Linked DNA regions of Mus musculus: all the other regions are linked to region 2. The links are chromatin contacts, called in public HiChIP or PLAC-seq maps. All regions are on one chromosome and are shown on one strand. Each heading gives the region's core, a stretch centred on a gene start, on an enhancer-like site or on the middle of the called end of the contact. The rest is flanking DNA. Distances are from core to core; before and after follow the strand shown.

Region 1 (4,673 bases), core at 1,792-4,291, 180 kb before region 2:
GTTGCATTCTTTTTCTGGGGATATGTATTAACATCTCATCACCCCAGATGATCGCCAGTGACAGCCCAAAGGCCAGCTTGGTAGGACGAGTGCATTTACTGGGTGTCCTTATAGAGCTTGGGCAAGCACTTCCTTATAGAAGTATGGCTGATTTCCCAACCGCTGCATCATCATAAAGCTCCACCCATCAAGGATGGTGACCCATGGAAACTGCACCATATTGCCTCATCTTCAGCTAACCTTCTCCTTTCCATTAGACCAGCCTCTCCCAAGATTACTTGCAGCTGAGGTAGGGAATAATGGGGCCATAGCTGGAGTGTTAGGTGCTAGCCTCCAGGCTCTTCTTTCCTCCATTTGTTAAGGAGTAGTAATAGCTCTATTGCCATGACTGTAGATCTGCTACCACTGTATTTCTGCTCTAGTTACCATGGCTATTAGTGCAATTTCAAGATGGCATCCTGTTGTGACCAGAGGCTTCTATCCTAAAGGCTTAATTAACACTTTGAAGGTTCCAGGTCATACTTGCTTGGCTTCATTATTTTGAGAGAGATATCATGGGTACACACACACACAAGAGAGAGAGGAGAGGGAGAGGGAGAGGGAGAGGGGATACAGGCAGAAAGACAGAGACAGAACAGAGAGAGGCCTGAGTCTTGTGGCTTCCTTCAAGAGCATGCCCCATAATGAGCTAAAGAATTCTCACTGAGCCCCATCCAACCCTTAAAAGCTCTACCTCCTCCTTCCAGTACTGCCTCTCTGGACCAAGTCTCCAACACATGGATCTTTGGGAGACATTTAAGATGCAGACCATAGCTCTAACTGAAAATGGATTTTTCTCTGCAGTGTATTTTGGTCAGCTACATCTTTGGATGAAGTGGATCTGAGATTTCCAGAAAGAAAACTTATGCCAATGGTGGAATGCAGTTACATGCTCATTAAGTTACCAAAGGACAAGGAGAATGGCAATGGCAAGTGCCGGAGACTCAGCTCCGTAAGTCAGGATCTGAACAGAGCTGGTCCAGTTTTGTGTGTTCCAGCTATCAGGGGTGAGTTCATGCCCTCTTTTAACACTATTTTCCTCTGGAAAGTTAATTTAAAGAAAACCATCACATGTAGAAAATGAGGCTTGGGAAAAGTAGTCATAACAGCGTTATTTGGAAATAACTGGCTAAATGTCTATAATTAGACGCATAAATACCTAATACCCAGCATCTAAACAACCAACTAAGTATCTATAATTAGATTTTGTCAGCCCTGTTTGATGAAATATCTTTTCAGTCATCACCATGGCAATTATGGAAATTAAGGAGCATCACAGAAAACATTTACAATACAGCAGAGGATAAAAAGAGCACAGGAATCAGTTCGGGATGATGGGGACAGCATAAAGATGCTCCTACAAAGAGAGAGGCAGTGGCAGGTGAGAACTGCTTCTCTGAAGGGCTGTCACAATTGCTGATTTGCCATTTGCATTTTCCTTCATGTTACCATGAAAAAAATTTCGACTCCAAAGGCAATATGCAATATCAAAGGTAAGTTGAACCCAAGGCAGCTTGCTCACTATACTACAGTCTGCCCTACCTACGAGTCATGGAGCGAGAACCACCAGAGTGTGAAGAGTTGCATTGACATCTACTATAATGTGTCCCCTTGACATTTTGAGCTTTTCAGACTCAGCCAACCAGACTGTGTGTGTGTGTGAGAGAGAGAGAGAGTGAGTGAGAAAGAGAGAGAGAGAGAGAAGATATTGTGGAAGTCAGAGATGGACTTCAAGTGTCTTTCTTTGATTGCTCCCTACCTTATGTTTTGAGACAGAGTCTGGCACTGAAACCATTGCTCATTGCTTCAGTAAGGCTGTCTAATGGGCCCCAGAGACCCATCTGTCTCTAGCATCCCCTGAGATCTGGGTTACACACACATGCCACAATGCCTGGCTGTTTATATGGGTGCTGATGATTTGAGCTTAGGTCCTCATGCTTGCATGGCAGGTAGTTTAACACTTGAGCTATCTTCTAGGCCCCTGTCTGTAAATCTTAATGACAAAGTACACAACGGCCCCTGTGTGGCAGTCCAGAGCCTCACACAGTCATTCATCTAAACGCCAGTGTAGAATACCTACAGATAATTCCTATTTCCTCATCTTCCCCACTGAGGATGGCATGTTTCCAGAAACAAGATCTTCTCCTGGAAGCTAAGATTCTGGACTTGTTTCCCAATGAATTATTGCTGTGCTCTTTAGCCCCCAAATAGTTACTATTCATCGAGAACTCAGTGCACGGGACTATACAGGTGATCTCAAAGTTTAGGAAAAAAGGAATAGACAGGTGCTGTAGGAAGAGTTTATGAAGAGATGATGGATTCCTGATCCCAGGTTCATGACTCAGTTGGACCCAAGGTCAACAGCTTGTATTTTTTCCTGATTCCCAGGAGCTGCCCTGGCTGTTGGCATAGCATTGGCATCTTCTGGTCCACCGATGTGATCTTGTTGCTCATAGCAACTCTGCACACGCAGAACCCTCAGTTCTCAAATAAGCAGAGCTCAGAGCATCAGCATGGGCTGACAGGTCATTTATCGGTGGCCCCATCCATCCAGGAGCGGAGTGGTAAGAAGATGTGTTAGGAAGGAAAGGAGGCAATGGCAGGGAAAGGAACAGTCCAGATGCCATAGTGCCTGCAGTCACCTGTATTCACTTGCACACACATGCTGGGGTGGGGAAGGGGTTTTTCTAGTTGACCATCTCCTTAGAAGATGAACCGTCTCTGGAAGTCAGAGGTACCTCGCTGTTCCAGTCAGTGGGAAAGAGCTACCTTAGTTATAATCTGTGTGGCTCCTGCTGTCACTAGGAACTCTCAGCAAGGTGACAGACATGTGCCAGGATGCTCTCTGCAGACATACCAGCCCATCCCTCCCAGGCAGGGTGTGCATGGCCCAGCTGGGGAACAAGAAGCATGCAGAGGCGTGAGAGGAAACCCCAGTGTTTGATGAGGTCTTTCACAGCCTCCTCCACTTTCTTGTGAGGCCCAAGGGCAGGAGTGACTCAGCATCCTTTGGCTGAGCCCTTGGAAACCCAGGCAGTGTGTTGTGGGAACCACAAGGGCTCTGAAGTCACACTTGAATCCCAGAACTGCTCCTTTGAAGCCCTAGCAGTCTCCCTGGGCTTCTTCATCTGAAGTAGGGGGCGAGAGAGACTGCCTACCTTCATGGGATGGTCACAATAACTCACCAAACCAATATCTGCTTAGAGCATAGTTGGTACCTTCCAGATTTTTTATGGAGGACTCCGAGGTGGCTCATTTTGACTTCCAAAAAGAGTGAAAACAGCTAGGACATTTTTGATGAAAAAACCAGATGCGCTAGCTAGCTCATCCTGAGATGTGGCTGCAGAGCAGATGAGCTAGCCAATGAGATGCAGGAACGCAGTGTGAGAATGCTACAGGTGTGGGATATGGGTTGTCCCTCAGATCAGTTCAGGGAACAGAGGGATCATCCAAAGCCTGGAAAAATGGTGGTGATCCATATAGTCAAATTGGGTCCTTTTATTAACACACACACACACACACACACACACACACACACACACACACACACACCCTGTGCATGCATATGGTTAATGGTGTAAAAAAAAAGTGTTGGAAAACTTTAACAGACAATTTTTAAAATGTGGAGATGAATGTTTTAACCTAGTGTTTGCTTTTGATTTTGTTCTTTTAAGGCAGGCTCTCTAGCCAAGGCTAGGCTTAAACTCTCAAAGGAGCAGAGAATGAACCTTCAGTTCCCGATTCTCTTGACCACATTCGCTGGGTACTGATATGAGAGGTGGACACTACCCCAGCTGGTTCATGCGATGCTGCTGACCTAGCCCAGAGCCTCCTGCGTGCTTAGCAGACACTGGACCAACTGAGCATGCGCACAGCAACCAGACCTCAAACTTGTATCTTTAAACAAGACACAGGAGTTCTGAGTTAACAGGAAAGATGGATACAAGTGTTAAGTATCCGGTTCCTCTCTTCAAGGCTAATCTGGATCGAGTCATGGACGAGAGAGTGCTTACCACATGTGTCCTAACAGGATTAGTGTTTGAGCCTAGCAAGAGCCCTTTCTACCGTGGGAGGCCGAGTTTTTGTCTGAAATGACTCAGGCTTTTCCTTTACTAAGCCTCTGGCTTTGGGCACAGTTAGTGGAATGCTGCCAGGCACTGCGTGTGCCATGTCCCGGTAGAAGGTTTACAAGCATTCCAAGTTTCTGCCCATCCACTTTCTCACCGATCTGCTGGGAGAGTATACCCTAAACAGAATCTGCCATTGCAGTCTGGGTCCAGGAACTTGACAGATGCGCAGCAAGGACCTGACTCCTTTCACCGTATGAAGCGAGAATACAATTGGTCGGCAGACTTGACAGCGACAAGGAAATGTTTATTGTTATAAACTACTGCTGTTTTATGTTGCCTGTTACTATAGCAAAACCACACTGTGGAGAAACGAATGCCCAGAAGTAGGTATTGTTGCAATCAAAGAGTAGGATACCTGACTTTGGCTTTGGGGCTGAATACCAGACAGCAGGTGATTTTTAGAAGGGCCTGTAAAAATGACAGTGCATGCAATACATTGTGAAGGACTTGATAAAACTCTATCATTTAGAAGTGAGAAGGCAAAACATTAAAATGGCATAAAGT
Region 2 (4,690 bases), core at 827-3,326:
GTCTCAAAGCCCACCCCCACAGTGACACACTTCCTCCAACAAGGCCACACCCACTCCATTAAGGCCACACCTTCTAGTAGTGCCATTCCCTGGGCTATGCATATTCAAATCACTCCATACCTCGGTAGTTTCTATATACACAACCCCATTGCTAAAGAGATCTTCAAGCCCAGGAAGAATCCAGGGTAGTTAATTAGTCCAATACTATCATTACTAACAGCAGAGACAAGAGAGTCGGTGCAGAGGCTGGGCCACACATCAGTGGACAGAGGCCTATTTTGTGTCTTTGTTGCTACCTACTAGGCTCAGACATGCAGCTTCACTTGAAATCCTGGATGTCTGGTGTGTTTTCCATTCCTCTGGCGTTGTGATGCAAACTTCAAGGCCTGTTTTTTTTTTTTTGTTTGGTTTTTTTTTGTTTTTTTTTTGTTTTTTTTTGTTTTGTTTTGTTTTTTTGGTTTTTTTTATTTGGTGTTGGGCTCACTACTCACATCTGTTGGTCTGCTTTGCCACTTCTGAGTTTCTATGTCTGGCTTGGTTTATTTAATTCTAGCTGCCCGAGGCTGCTTAAAATAATGAGGTCAAAGGGATAAATTTAACCTCAAATCAGATCTTTGGGGCTATTGGATACAGCTTATTTGTCTTGATGATTCAGGCAACCAGTGAAGAATGGAGGGTCTGGACCCTTCTGTCTAAAGGCTCAGTTACTATGTGCCTCATACACCAGAGACCATTCTTCATAGCTGCATTGGGGTTACACACTGTGCAAACCAAGCATTTGGCATCAAATCCTTATTCTCTGCATCCACTCATCCAGTTACCAAAGACTCTACTGAGTCTTTGCTATGTCCTTGTGACACAGTGGTGACAAGGACCAAGTCCTCAGCACTGAGGAGCTCAGGGTCTATGGGCCTCAAACTGAACTGTGTTTCACCGTGTCACCTGCTGCTGGAGGGTCTGTCTGGCATATAGGATCTGTTTCAAAGGATGCCAACAGCAACTCTGAGCTCAGGACATTGGCACTGGCTTTGCTTGGAGTTTTGCCCTTTGTGGCAAGTATACCCTCTACTGGGCAGAAGCACGGAGGGAGTTGGGATGGAGACTGCTCTTCGTCAGCTGAAATGGGACTTTTGATGACACCTCCTTTGACTTCAGAAAGGGCAGAGGTCACACTCTCCGGGCTAGAAGGTGAATGGCAAGAGGGATTTTTCTGCCTTAGTTTTCAAAGTTTCCTTGGGACTACATGACCCGTGGTCGGCTCTTATTGTCTAAAGAGGTGATGACAGAGACAGCCTGGGTGTATCCTTCCCCCACCCTCTATCCTTTCTCTGCTGGAGCCATCTGGAATCTTGGGAAGTTCCAGAGAAAGGATGACTCATGGCACTGAGAATTCATTGTAAGAGAAACAGATGTTAGTAACAGAGGATCTGGCCCTTTCTGGCCTCAGGAGGGTGAAGAAGAAAACTACTTCTTTCTAGTTTACCGGGGATAGTGCCCTCCTATTTCTGTCCCAAGTATATGTAGCCTTTTCTCTCTTTTATTATTATTTTTTCTTTAAATTTATCTGGTTTATTTAGTGCTTCCACTATGTGCACAGGAGCAGGACCATTGACCAAGACATGGTCATATTACCAAGGGCCACATTCCTGAAAACACGGGCTCTCCCCACCCCCAGCAGTCATCAATGGCCACTAGTTAAGGGTGGGGCTTGGCAAAGCCCTCCCGCCTGGTGCTGTCTTGCAATGTTGATTGCTTTGTTCTTATGCAGGTCTGGAGCAGGCAGCCACGGCCATTGCCTGTTCCCATGTGTGGCAAGTCTGACAATGACCAGAAAACTGTTTGTTTGTTTGTTTGTTTGTTTTGTTCTGTTTTGTTTTGCAATCTTCCAATTCCTCATGCTTCAGTCTTTCTGTCTTCTTCTCCATGGGGCTTCCGGAGACTTGGGGGAAAGGCTACGATAAAGATGTCCTATTTCATGCTGAGCATTGAGTCTTGCTTTGACAGATGACATACTTGGCGTGTACGTCCAAGACCTTATCCAAAGCGATGAGGCTGAACCACTCCGGACTTTCACCTTTCCATTTGTAGGAAAGCACATGTCACCATAAGCACTCGTAAAGTGTGCACTCCCTTTCCCGTTGTCTGCACCATGAGAAGGGGAGGAGGTGGTCAGCGTTCGGTGCTCTTACACAGCCCTCCAAATGCACAAACACTTCCAGCCTTCACGGGGCTTTGTGCCTTTTGTGGAACTCCAAGTTATTATATCAAGGAATTACCTGAATACTTTTGAAAATGTGTGGATATTGTCACTCTGCCCAGAAAGCCTCATTCCATTTTATCAGAGGAAGGTGACCTTTGTCCTGGACAGGCCCACAGCTTCTGTGAATGAACATGGGAAAGGTTGGGGTTTTATGGCATGGTCCAGAATGGGTCTGTGGGATGAGGTTCCTTATTTTACACTTGGCTATTCTGGGACTCAACTTCCTCTGCCTGCTGGGTCTGCTGTGGCTTGAGAGTCTTTCTGGGGTTCTCTGGGTTCATCACAGATGATGGATAGACTGGGGTGTGGACACACACCTGCTCTGATCTGGTGCTTCTCTGCTGGTCAGGGCACTTCCATGCTCATCAACTTGGTAAGAATTTGTCTGTGGCCCTCTGTGGGGACCTGGGAGATTGCTTTACCTAGGTGTCCTGGAGGAGAAGGCAACGGTGGGAAAAGCAGGCCACCATAGTCATGATCTGAACCAATACATGTTCATTCATTTTACCTTGTGTTACAAATGGACCTTAATACAACTGTCCTTGATAATAGCCCGTGCAGATGATCTGTGGCCTCTTTCTTGAATAATTCCCACCAGCGGGAGCCACTGTGTGTGATGGGCAGATGGGTGGGAGCTCACTCTGATTTCCTGTGGATGTGACTGTCAGGACAGAAGTGAAATCTACAGGGACAACAGCCCACTCATGTCCTAGTGTGTGCAGGTGGGCGGTGCTTTTATTTAGCCATAACTTCCCCAGTTACAGCTTAAACTTCACAGTCCCATACCTCAGGGAATGAAAGAGCAGGAGATAAACACTTGGAAGAGCCTCTTATGTCACCTGTCACACAGTAGGTGCACAGTACATGGTAACAAGCATGTCACAGAGGCCTGGGCTCCTCATGTTCCAGGAGGGTGACAGCATGCTAGTTAGCTCGAAGACAGCGTGGTCCCTGGCAGTGACCTTTGGTTACAAGGATCCTGTGGGAAACCAGAATATCAGGTCTCACTCAGAGCTCCGGAGGGAGGACTCACTTTTGGCAAACTCGGCAGGGGATTCCACCTTCTGCTGTGATCCACACATTGAGGTTTGAGAGTCCCTGTGACAGAGGCAATCCCTGGGGCTGTATAGCCCAGGTCTCTCCACCAACCTGACAGAAAAGGCAGAATAGGAAGGCAGGGCTGACACCTTGGACTGGGGAGAGAAGAGGAGACAGTGACATAGAACGTGCCATTTCCTGTCACGGGACTCTTTCTCTGTGTTTGTCATTCCGACTAGAGTATTTCTCCTTTTTCCTGCTTTTTCACTAAGTTGATACACTCTGCTGAGACCACCCTTCTGCATTCCTTAGGAAAGAATCCTAATATCTCTCTCTCTCTCTCTCTCACTTTCTCTCTCTCTCTCTCTCTCTCTCTCTCTCTCTCTCTCTCTCTCTCTCTCTCTCTGTGTGTGTGTGTGTGTGTGTGTGTGTGTGTGTGTGTTCAGGTATATGAGTGCACATATGTGTGGACTCTAGAGGTCAACCTCAGGTATTATTCCTCAAGAGCCACCCACCTTGTATTTTGAGACACAGCCTCTCACTGGTCTGAAACTCCTCATGTAGGTTCAGCTGTCGGGCCACCCAGTCCCATTGATCAAGCCATCGCCTGCTATAAGGTACTGGGATTTCAAGTGTATGCCAGCACACCTAGCCTTCTAAAACGTGAGTTCTGGGGATCAAATGCAGGTCCCCATGCTTACAAGGCAAGCACTTTACTGACTGAGCCATCTGCCCAGCCCTTCTTGGGATCTTCAAAGCTTCTGGATGATCAAGAAGAGACACAGACCTCTAATAATTGAACCTGTATAGGGTGATAGGCTTTTAGGGCCTAAGTGGCCGCTCCAGGGGATCAAGGGAAGATTGCAGCACTTTCTAGTTATTATGGGGTGCAGGTTGTCATGGTGACAGGAGGAAAACAGAATGAATAAGATGTTGAAATAGTATTTTGGAAAAATTCATAGTAGATTTTTTTTTTGTATGCAGGAAAGTTATATCCTACCTCTGTTGGGGTTGCAAAACGGTAGCAGGCTAACCACAGAGATAGTGAGGAAAGCATAAGACACCCCTACACCTCTTTATTTCTCTATCTTGCTATCCAAACCTGGGTAACAAAATAATAATTGGAACGAAACAGCCCCTTTCTCTTTGCCCGATGCTTTGAAGACATCTGTTCACTTGCCATACACTGTTGAGTGTATTTCTTCAGTGCTTACAGTACAGTAGAAACTGAGCCAGCTCCTAGGGTTACCATGGAGGAGAAAGCAGACACAGGCTCTTCCTCTTCCTCCCCAGTACTTACAAAGCCATGGGTTAGGCAGAGTTTTATTGAGCATTTACTATGCGAGAGTACCAGTGCTGGACACAGCAGCTCCCAAGTCACCTTCATGACCA
Region 3 (4,535 bases), core at 1,336-3,835, 130 kb before region 2:
TCTGAGATCTTCTTTAATTTCTTTCTTCAGAGACTTGAAGTTTTTATCATACAGATCTTTCACTTCCTTAGTTAGAGTCACGCCGAGATATTTTATATTATTTGGGACTATTGAGAAGGGTGTTGTTTCCCTAATTTCTTTCTCAGCCTGTTTATTCTTTGTATAGAGAAAGGCCATTGACTTGTTTGAGTTTATTTTATATCCAGCTACTTCACCGAAGCTGTTTATCAGGTTTAGGAGTTCTCTGGTGGAATTTTTGAGGTCACTTATATATACTATCATATCATCTGCAAAAAGTGATATTTTGACTTCCTCTTTTCCAATTTGTATCCCCTTGATCTCCTTTTGTTGTCAAATTGCTCTGTCAGCCCTGCTTCTAAGATGTCCAGTTTAAAACTCCTCAGATGAGGCCATTCCTCCTAAAGGACAAAGAAGAGAAGAAATCCTTTGAGGGTGTTATGTTAGCCTCTTTTGTACTTATGTACTTTTATATGTTTTTATATTTTAAAATGTTTTTATTTTTAATTATGCATCCATGTATTTGTCTGTGTCCTTGAGTGTGGGGTTATGCAGAGGTTATTGGATTCCCTGAAGCTGGAGCTACAGGCTACTGTGAGCCACTGGATGACAGTGCTGAAAGTTAAAACTCAGGCTCTCTTCAAGGAGAGCAAGAACTCTTAACCTCTGAGCACCTCTCCAGATTCCATTTGTGGATTTCTTTTGTAAACATCTATAAGGACTATGAGGCACGTGCAACTGAGGACATTATGTGTAGTCAAGAATAGCTATGAATGTAGCCCAACCAAACACCCTTTATGTATGTATGTATGTATCTATGTATGTATCTACGTATGTATTTGATTTTTCAAGACAGGGATTCTCTGTGTAGCCATGGTTGTCCTGAAACTGACCAGGCTGGCCTCGAACTCACAGATATCTTCCTGCCTCTCCCTCCTTAGTGCTGTGATTAAAGGTGTGAGAGCCACCAAAACGTCTTTAACTGACTCAATTAAACCATTACCCTTTTTGTTTGTCTTGTTTTCTATTTTATAAAACCTGATTGTGCAGTTCTCAGAGGTGGACTTTGTAAATGTCAGCATGATGTTGCAGTATCCAAAGGTCTGTTGCCTCGTAGATGTTTCCAGCAAGGACTTGAGTTGCCTGGTATGCACATAGCACTGTCAAAAACCCTGTACATGTTGGACAAAGGCTAGAATAGGCAAATGTCCTCCAAATAGTCGCATTTCATCTGGAACCCTTCCTATCCTTGTCAACACCAGGGTCAAGCTTATGCAACTGTGATGTTCTGAGGGGCTGTGAAGCACTTCACTTTTTACATCACTTAAGAACAGCTTCCTCTGTGAACATTATACATAGGGTACCCAGTATCTTAATTTCTAATTACTTTTATCCTATACCAGTAACCCTTTTGGCACCTAGAAAGACTCAATGCTGTGCATCTGAGCTTGCCCACTCATCAGGATACACATATTAGTAACATATATACAAAATGCAGCTGTGAGGGATAATGGTCAGTATTGCTTTACTAAAGCATGCTGGTTGAAAGCCATGTGTAGCTCTCCCTGCTCCTCCCAGAACCAGCACAAATATGATGGGTACTTCAAAGACAGGGGATTTCATCACTTTCTGACAGACAGTATGGCATCTACAAATCATGCTATTTCCCCCCTTTTCAATGCACTTTGTATACCTCTAAACATCTGTAAAGATGAGATGTTTCAAATTAGGACTTAGGTTTGTCTACTGGATATACAATACTGTTGGATTTAACACCCACAGACCCACAGACCCATAGACCCACACACACACACCCCAATGGGCATATCTGTAGGTGTCTTCCAGTGAAAATGCTCTGGCCTATCACCCATCAGTTCTCCATTTCCTCATCATCTCTGTCATATGTGATATGTCCACAGACCCCCCTCCCCCCACCCCAATGGGCACATCTGTAGGTGTCTTCCAGTGAAAATGCTCTGGTCTATCACCCATCAGTTCTCCATTTCCTCATCATCTCTGTCATATGTGATATGTGCACTTACTTAGCTGACGATGTTGCAGTTTCCTTTCCAAAGTTCCCACTTTAGAAGAGGGCCTTCCTACAAATTTGAACACAAAGCATAGAAAAGATGCTAACTTTCTAACTTGACTTTTGCCACACACCAGCTTCCTCTTTAATAGCTAGAGTCTACATATAATAAATATGAGGACTCATTTTTCTAGGATGTGTACAATACATCCAGATGACTAAGCTTTCCTGATACATCGTAGCAAAATCATTTACAGTCTCTGTGCCTCCCTCTTCCTCAGCCCAATACGAAGCACAGACAGCCCCCTTTGCTCTCAGAGGCAGTCTAACAAATCCATTCCCACACACTGGATTTCCGGAGCTTAAAAATCTGTTTACACAAGGGATCATTCTGCTGCTTCTACTTTCAGACGCATTAATCATGTTTAAATGTCTGGAAAGACAGGCGATTTCATGTAAAAACCTTTTCCCTATATACACAGCGGCGGTGAATTAAACCACATGTGTAGCAACTGTTGCAATGTCAGATGTCTGCCAAATGTGACCACTCCTTCCCCTGCTTCCTGCTTTCTCTCAGTCTTCAAATCAGTGGACAAGCACAGGCCTACCACATGCTCAGAAATGATTCAACAATGTTGCATCAAAATACCATTTGCAGAAACAAGCATTCCTATGAATTTCAACATGAAGTGTATAAAATGCGCTAGCTTCACTAGCGGCTTTATCTCCTGGCAACTGCTTTAACAAGGCATGGACCTATTTGTCCACTGTATTTACTTACACGCACGGCAAGGCAAAATGTGCTAAACATCCAGGGAGCCAGCATCCGAGGGTCCAAGAGTAAGCCCAGCAGGACTTTGCTTTTGCCATGCTGTCCCCCATAGCTGAATGAGCAGGAGAGGACCACTCAGCTCCTGGGCAATGTTTCATAGTGCCATTTCCCAAAGACAGTATTTCATATGGACTTTAGCAAAAAAAATTGCTACCAAAGTGACATTTTACTGCCTCTCCATCCAGCAAGGACTCAGTCGGCACAGCATGTACATGGCAGTTGGAAGTAAAATGCGCATGTGTAATGACGGTAATAAATTGAAAATGTCATAAAATATGTGTATCCTGAGCCGGAATCCTTCTGTTCTCTACCACCCCAGTGGGCTAAAATGTTCAAAATGTTCAGAAATCAGTCTTTCCTTAGAATGCTAATGCCACGTATATAAAATGTATTAATTTACTGTTTTTGTTGTGTGTAGACTCTTTAGTAAGCAAAGTGAGCAGCTGCTTTCAGTGGGGGATTCCTGTGCCCTTTATAAACACTATATATACAGTGAAGTAAGAAAAAAATGGGCCAGGGGTTCATGAGTGCTTAGTGCTCTGCTGTGCCTTCTCCTGGGAGCCAGAGCCCAGGCAAAATAAGCCAGGACAGGTTTGACTACTCCCTCCCTGAAAAATGACATTTCATAGAAATTTTTAAAAAAAGGAACACACACACACACACACACACACACACACACACACACACACACAGGATTTCTTTTACTATTTCTTCTTGTATAATATGTAAGGCATCCATCTCAGAACATCTAGAAAATCTAAACATGTTAAAAAAGCATTTAACATTGTCAACTCTATAGACAATAAAAAGGAATAAAATGCACACACACACACACACCAGTTGTATTAAAGATATCTCCATGTGGTCAGCTTGGCAAGGGACCTCCTCATCTGCATTCTGGTCTTGGTGCTCCAAAACACTGCACAAGGTGGAGTGTCTCTAGAGGCGATCCAATGACACCATTATAAAAACTCACTTCTAGCAGACATTTTTATGAGTTTAAAAACAACAGAGAGACTTCTTTTCTAGTTCTACTCTATCTTTTGTTGGCAATCTCTACATATCTGCAGTGTCCAGATATTTGAGTTGGCTTCTCTCCTGCTGTGATAAAATACTGAGGGCAGAAAGGGCTTATTTCCTATTACACTTTCAGGTAACAGTCCATCATTAAGGGAATCCAGGGGAAGAATTCAAGGCAGAAACCTTGAGGCAGAAACTGAAGCAGAGGCCAAGGAAGAACAGTGCTTAATGGCTTGGTCTCCAGTGTTTTCTTAGCTAGCTCTTTTTTTAAAAAAAAAAAAAAAAAAACAGAACCCATGACCTCCTACCTAGGGGTGTCATGATCCCCAGTGGTATGGGCCTCTCACTTCAATAATTAATCAAGAAAACGGCCCTAGAAACCTACCTACAGGTCAATTTGATAGATGCAATCCCTCAATTAAGATCCCTCTTTCTCAGATACCCCTAGTTCGTGTCAAGTTAACATAAATTAACCAACACACCAGAATTGGCAAAACATTTTAAAGCTTGACAGATCTTCCTTAGCAATGTCCAATTGGTCACATGTGGTATGTCTTGTCATTGTTTCTCTGAAGTGGAAAGGAGGCCAGCTACTTGATGGCCACTCACTACTCTTCCTGGGAGTCATCCTGGCTC

Evidence for each region. HiChIP or PLAC-seq counts read pairs in DNA pulled down with a chosen protein or histone mark.
Region 1: a CTCF HiChIP or PLAC-seq map of the NIH/3T3 cell line shows a contact between it and region 2, with 7 read pairs. The contact joins two enhancer-like sites. A contact is called at or near these places in 1 of 39 promoter capture datasets (embryonic stem cells), 1 of 15 datasets of contacts at CTCF or cohesin (the NIH/3T3 cell line), 4 of 484 Hi-C or Micro-C datasets (bone marrow-derived macrophages, embryonic stem cells, female germline stem cells and 1 more), 6 of 115 datasets of contacts at active chromatin or transcription factors (the 3134 cell line, the HPC-7 cell line, acute myeloid leukemia and 3 more) and 2 of 9 other capture datasets (embryonic stem cells and macrophages).
Region 3: a contact with region 2 is called in an H3K27ac HiChIP or PLAC-seq map of embryonic fibroblasts, with 15 read pairs. The contact joins two enhancer-like sites. A contact is called at or near these places in 1 of 15 datasets of contacts at CTCF or cohesin (the NIH/3T3 cell line), 1 of 484 Hi-C or Micro-C datasets (uterus) and 2 of 115 datasets of contacts at active chromatin or transcription factors (bone marrow-derived macrophages and embryonic fibroblasts).

Annotation. Positions count from the first base shown.
Region 1 is chr11:82,193,494-82,198,166 of GRCm38.p6, reverse strand. No RefSeq gene overlaps it. Among named protein-coding and RNA genes, the nearest start is that of Ccl1, 16 kb to the right of the region's middle. Within about 2 kb of position 3,041, at least 37 of the 459 cell types and tissues checked have an H3K27ac peak or open chromatin away from gene starts, as enhancers often do. A contact at or near this core is called in the NIH/3T3 cell line and female germline stem cells, where this site is marked.
Region 2 is chr11:82,008,602-82,013,291 of GRCm38.p6, reverse strand. No RefSeq gene overlaps it. Among named protein-coding and RNA genes, the nearest start is that of Gm31522, 24 kb to the right of the region's middle. Within about 2 kb of position 2,076, at least 62 of the 459 cell types and tissues checked have an H3K27ac peak or open chromatin away from gene starts, as enhancers often do. A contact at or near this core is called in the NIH/3T3 cell line, embryonic fibroblasts, female germline stem cells and 1 more, where this site is marked.
Region 3 is chr11:82,137,706-82,142,240 of GRCm38.p6, reverse strand. No RefSeq gene overlaps it. Among named protein-coding and RNA genes, the nearest start is that of Ccl8, 25 kb to the right of the region's middle. Within about 2 kb of position 2,585, at least 59 of the 459 cell types and tissues checked have an H3K27ac peak or open chromatin away from gene starts, as enhancers often do. A contact at or near this core is called in the NIH/3T3 cell line, embryonic fibroblasts and uterus, where this site is marked.